Regions from separate parts of the Mus musculus genome. Here region 1 is linked to region 2. Evidence: chromatin contacts called from public Hi-C data. All regions are on one chromosome and are shown on one strand. Each heading gives the region's core, a stretch centred on a gene start, on an enhancer-like site or on the middle of the called end of the contact. The rest is flanking DNA. Distances are from core to core; before and after follow the strand shown. Region 1 holds the start of Wdr37 (WD repeat domain 37). Region 2 overlaps Wdr37 (WD repeat domain 37).

Region 1 (2,754 bases), core at 213-2,712, 40 kb after region 2:
GTCTAAGGATGGCACTGAGCTGACAGGCATCAGTAATTAAATAAGCTACCACCAAGAATTTTTTTCTCAATAACCAAAAAAGAAATTCAAATCTAGAAAGCATATCTTTCTTTGAATAAATCAGGACAGGACAACTAACAAAACTCTTAGTATCACTGCTGGGGGAAATACCCAACCCCAAGGATTTTACCTCAAATCAAGGGCAAAGTAAGATAACAGACCAACGTACCTATACTAAAGGAAGTAACATCTCAGAGTAAGAAAACCAAAGGAAGCATACTTAGGTCCTGTGTCCAGAAATTTATGCAAGAAGGCTTGATATACACTGCAAAAACGTAGCTGTCATAAACATCAAGGTCACACTGTTATTTCATGTGGCCACTGGCCACTGCTCTGCGTCTCCTATGGGCAACACTAATAGAAGGCCTCTACTTACTTTGGTCAGGTTATATTTATATATACTATGCTCAAGTATGTGGCTTAGGTGTCAAAGAGAATTTACAAACACTTGAAAATGTGATCGGCAAAGTAACCAAAACAGCAAGGAAGGTAGCATAATAGAAGATTTCTTAGAAAAGGGAGAAGTATCCTGGAGGCTTATTATCACCAGGTGTACTGCTTAGAGGTAAAAAGGTTTCAGTACCGCTTTGATGGCATACTTTGTAGGCCACAATAAGCAATGTAAAGAAAACCCATCTGAACTTCAAAGAAACTGCCTAGCAATCTACATCCGGGCAAGAGAGTGAGTGGTGTAGAGCTAACGGTCCTCGTCTTCAAGCACAAGAAACATCGAAGAGTTCAAGTTAGATGATAAAACCTCTAAGAACCTGATCAATCGTTCGGTTATGTCTGCTCGCGAAGTGAAATGGCATATTTATGCAACTTTTTGGTAAAACTGGCCCATTATGATGCCTTAAAACTTAGGAAATAGAAGTGTACGGGGAAGAAAAGGAAGTCTTCAGAAAGAGAAACAAAGGCGTGGCGGGGTTTTACCACTTCAGCATCTGCTTACCCCATCTCCGCCCCCCACCCTTCCTCCTTCCCAGAGGCCATACCCCGTCTTTGCGGGATCGAAGGCCACCATCTTCGAAAACTCTGGGCTTCCCACGGGACACAGACAGCCAGGTAGACGCCACTTGAGTACACAGGGAGCCAGAGAGAGTGCGCAGGATTAGGACTGTATCCTTCATCCACCTCGAAGCCTCGTCCCCACCGCCACCCGGACACCTGACATCCCCCGAGCGCCCGAGAAGGATGCCAAGCCAGACAGCTGAGAAGATGGCGTCACCTGTCACAGCAGCAGCACTCGCGTCCGCCTGGAACCAGCCTACGTCGCACTCAATTCGTAGATCCCCCCGCGACGAGGCTCCCGAGGCAGACCCAGAGCAGGAAAAAAAACCGGCCGATTCCCGCACTGACACAACCCGGCGACCCGAACTGGCGCGCCCGTACTTCCGGTAACTGCGGAAGTCCCGCCCTCAGAGATGGTCCTTAAAAAAAAAAAAACAGACCGGAAGCTCCGCCCCATGCCCAACGGCTGCGGAAGTTCTTTCCTGGTCTCCTTCGCTCAGTCCCACAGGCTTGTTCCGCGGGATAGTCTCCTGTTTTGGCTTTCGGCTTTGACGCCGGGTCCTGGAGACCTAAACTATGGCCTAGCAGCGCGCTGAGCCAAGACCCAGCGAGTGACTGCAGAACGAGTATGGCGTCCCCTGGTGGCGCAAGTAGGCTCAGCGCTTTCCCTGTTAGGAGCTTTCCCAAGGTGCTTACAGGCACTGCTAGACCCCAAATTCTGCACCACACACTAACGGTACACGCGATCCTTGCACGAATTGCTCCCCGAGACCCTGTAGCGTCGGTAACAGGGAGAAGCACACACAGCCTCCCGGACCGTGGGTACTTACCACTGCAGGGATTCCGGTGAGGGGTCCACGGTCAGGCAGGTTTTAAGTCCATCTGTCCTAAACACTCGCACAGCCCAAAAACTGGTAAGAAAAATAATCTATTAAAATGCAAAGTCGAGTGTACTATTTAACGTAATCGCTTTCAGAATCTCTCAAATCCAACTGCTTTACAGGCTGATCTGCTAGGAATGGCTCCTCAGGCAGGGCTCAGTGGGAGTCTTGCTAGCTGGCTGCAGGAGAGCCTGGTAGAGATAGAACTATTAATATTTCAGCTTATCTGCAGAAGATGACTCACCCAGTTTCCTTCTGAAATATCTGATCACCATTGGCTAAGAGGGGAAAATAGAATCAGCTGTTCACTGCAAAAGGTGGGACTTGAGCCGCTTTTCCCCGTTAATCAGGGTTGGGAAGACCTACATAGCAGAATGGAGCTGTTACATAAACAGCCTTGTCTCTGCGAGCAACTTGAACTAGATGTTTAAAACTCACCTACAGTAAAAGCATGATAGTATTTTCCTTCTATATGGGTCAACATTCTTCCTATAAGATAAAACTGAAGGTTCAGATTCAAGAAGCAGTAATGCAAGATGTTTGCTGGAGAAGAAATAAATTTATCGTATTTGGAGACTCGAATAACCAAAACATTCTGTACAAGAAATTGTGGGTTACTTGTGTATCAAGTATAATATTCAGGGGGCTGGAGAGATAGCTCAATGGTTAAGAGCTCTGACTGCTCTTAAACTGAGTTCAAACCCCAGCAACCACATGGTGGTTCACAACCATCTGTACAGCTAGAGTGTACTTGTATACATAAAATAAATAAATAAATCTTTTTTTAAAAAAAATATAGTAT
Region 2 (3,122 bases), core at 138-2,637:
AATCTGAGCCTGGAGCTGGGGCCTCGGATTATTTGTAAGAAATCAGATAGTCAGCTATTTCAAAGAACAGTAAGTGGGTTTAACCTAACAACCTCCATAACTGTAAGAGATCCTGACACATGCATGAATCATCCACACTACATATAGTTCAAGATCTTCTTGATCTGGGGAGACCAGCTTAAGAAGGGGGTGCAGGATGAAGAGGGGAAACACTGGCTTGGGAAGTACATACTTGGGCTACTAAATTATACTACTGGGTAAAAACTAAATTATTATACAAATGGGCAAATTTAGAAGAAAAGCACTGAATTTTCATGCCAGCTCTTGATTTTCAGATAGAAATTCAGGGAAAACAATTATTTCAGCCACTAGCTGAAAGTCCAAATTTTCCAAAGCAATCATCTATTTTCCCAAAGCAAGGATCAGCTTTGCATTGCTGTGACTAGTAAAACAATGCTATACAGAGTAACTAAAATGACTCTTTAGATAAACCGGGATACACAGAGCTACTAAAGACTGATCCAATAGCAAATACATCTTTACATTCAATAAATACTACAATGGTAGATTTCCTATTATAATGAAGAGATACAGGATGAAATTCAATGCAACACATCAAAAACATGTTATAAAAGTAAAAGCCTTGAACACAGCTGACATCAAGGAGCTCTGTCTGTACCCAGCAAGCATAATGACAGAGCAAATCTCAAGGGACCATTTGGCTACAGTTTTTATCTTACAGTGAAGCATTATATCTCAAACCCCTAGTTTTTCAAAAAGGCAGCCAAGCCATAGAGAGATAACAGAAAGAGAAAATGAAAAGAAAAAAAAAACCTCTCTCAATTCCTTGAGAAATTGGATCTCAAAATTGAGCTGACAATCTTGATGCTTATATAACTATACCTTGCCTTAAGAAAATCCAATATACAGAAATTCAGATTAACTGGACAATTGTTAACTGTTCACATTAAAGGCACTGGTTCTTTAACTAAAAGAATTTATGCTGAATTCCCAAAAGAACATACCTTAAATACAATTTTCAAAAGAGTTGCATATCATGTTAATATGAAATATGCAAGAAAGGCTTCTGTAGAAATACTGTCTCTCTAAACAAAGACTCACTAAACAACCTTCTTACAGCCAACTTTTTAGAGCTACACCAGTAAGAACAGCAAACATAAGAGATAAGAATCTGACTTTTGAACTTAATGAAAAGACTCCAGAAAATCATCTTTGTTAGACTAGAAGACTGCACTGTGAAAAGCCCCTTACCATGTACTCAGAGGATCTTCCAAAACAGAGCCTTGGGGAATGTTACAGCCCACTGCAGAAGGGCCTGCAAAGCCTGCAGAGCTCTGTGAACACACCAGAGTGATGAAGCAGGAAGGCCAGGGCTCAGTTTCTTAGATCATGTTCAGAACAGCAGACTAAATGATGAAAGAGGACCCACACGGCAGACCCTGGCCGTTCTTCTGTTCTTAATGAAGAGTTAAATCGAGTTTGCTTTTAATAAAAGCATGCCCTTTATGGATCAGAGATGCACATCTACATGCATTTACTACCTGCCATTTGGTTGTATAGGCTCAAGCTTCCGGAATCCATGACAAAGATGAAAGTCAACAGTCACTATGACGACTCCTCAGGTAAAACCACGTGAACTGTCTCATTTCCTGTTTTTCTAAATGTGAAACATTTCTAAAAGCTTACTAATCATTACTAGAAATATTTTGTGTTCAATAAAGATATCTACAGCCCCATCTGCTGACCAAGTCCTAAACCTACATGAGAAAGGCCAGAGGGTACTTTTTAAACTCAGCTACTCTTTTTTTTTTTTTTTAAACATCTTTTTCTTTTAATTTTATGTGTATGGGTGTTTTTCCTGTGTGCATGTCTGTCCATCACTTGTGTGCCTTGTACTGAGGAGGCCAGAAGAGGGCTTTGGATCCCCTAGATCTAGAGTATAGACTGTTGTGAGCTAATATATAGGTACTAAAAATCAGACCTGTGTGCTCATAGAGCGGCCAAGGCTCTTGACCACTGAGCCAAGTACACAAAATTTAGAAGCAAAAGAATCCAGCCAACTCCTGTCAATCCAGAAAGGCCTTAAAAATTGTAAATTTATCCTTTCTGATAAAGCAAGGAAATTAGTACCAAAGAAAAACCATTTTGATGCTTTTTAGATATACACATCAATGTGGTATGCTAACGCATGACTAATCAAGAAAGAAAAGAGAAAAAACTAAATAATCTAGGTTAGAGTAGCCTGATTCCTGTATTTTCCTCTCATGAAAACTTTCACTTATCCTGTGGTTAAAGGCAATCTAACTACTATCCTACATGTCAGAAAAGCTGGGTGGGAGAGAAGGCTCATGTGAATTCGATACATTTATTCTAAGCCTACTCTCATTCCCTATTTTAAAACTCAGACACACTCAGTAAGAGAGAGATCTTTGCACTTGAGTTCAGACTAATCTACAAAGTGAGTTCCAGGACAACCAGAGCTATGTAAAGAGATCCTGTCTCAAGGTGTGTGCCTGGGGTAGGGGGCTCTTGCCAACTGTGGCATTGGGTGAGCTAGCCCAAGGCAGGGCTGGAAAGTTTAACCTGGTGGTATGGGTGAAGGAGACCAACTTAGCCACCACCCCGGCCCAGATCCAGAGCTTTGAGTTGACTTGCCCCAACACCCATCTCATCTACAAACAACTGAATGTGTGAAGAAGTCAGTCCTACAGATTCAAAGCTGCAAGATCTCCATGACACAGGGAAACAACAGGATATTTGAGAGCAGTCCTAGTGAGGATCTGGTATTGAGAGTGTAGCAGAAGCCAGAGGCCTCAAAACAGACCAATGACTCATTGTACTTAACGTTTGCAAGTACAGGTGTGTGGACAAAAGAGTACACTGTGGGTCACACTATAGCTTCCATGACAAGATTTCATTTTTATGTTTTGGTTTGGTTTCTTTTCTTTTTTTAGGGGGTTGCAAGGGTGGAGGGCAAATATCAAGGGATGGAGAGACAAGTGGGATTGGGGTGCATGATGGGAAACTCACAGAGAATTGATAAAAGGTTATGGATGGATGGATGGATGGATGGATGGATGGATGGATGGATGGACGGATAG

Evidence for each region. A called contact is a pair of places that touch in the nucleus more often than the background predicts.
Region 1: a Hi-C map of CD8 central memory T cells shows a contact between it and region 2, with 3 times the contacts expected there. The contact joins the promoter of Wdr37 here to the enhancer-like site in region 2. A contact is called at or near these places in 2 of 39 promoter capture datasets (hippocampal neurons and macrophages), 7 of 484 Hi-C or Micro-C datasets (CD4 T cells, CD8 T cells, CD8 central memory T cells and 4 more), 11 of 115 datasets of contacts at active chromatin or transcription factors (the 230-238 cell line, CD8 T cells, the SCID.adh cell line and 4 more) and 3 of 9 other capture datasets (adipose tissue, liver and pancreatic islet).

The regions. Positions count from the first base shown.
Region 1 is chr13:8,869,582-8,872,335 of GRCm38.p6, forward strand. It overlaps Wdr37 (WD repeat domain 37), which reads right to left and starts at 1,463. Exons shown (of 14, transcript NM_172445.3): 1 at 1,289-1,463.
Region 2 is chr13:8,830,149-8,833,270 of GRCm38.p6, forward strand. The region is part of intron 11 of Wdr37 (WD repeat domain 37); the gene reads right to left. Among named protein-coding and RNA genes, the nearest start is that of Wdr37, 39 kb to the right of the region's middle. Within about 2 kb of position 1,388, at least 33 of the 459 cell types and tissues checked have an H3K27ac peak or open chromatin away from gene starts, as enhancers often do. A contact at or near this core is called in CD8 T cells, CD8 central memory T cells, effector CD8 T cells and 2 more, where this site is marked.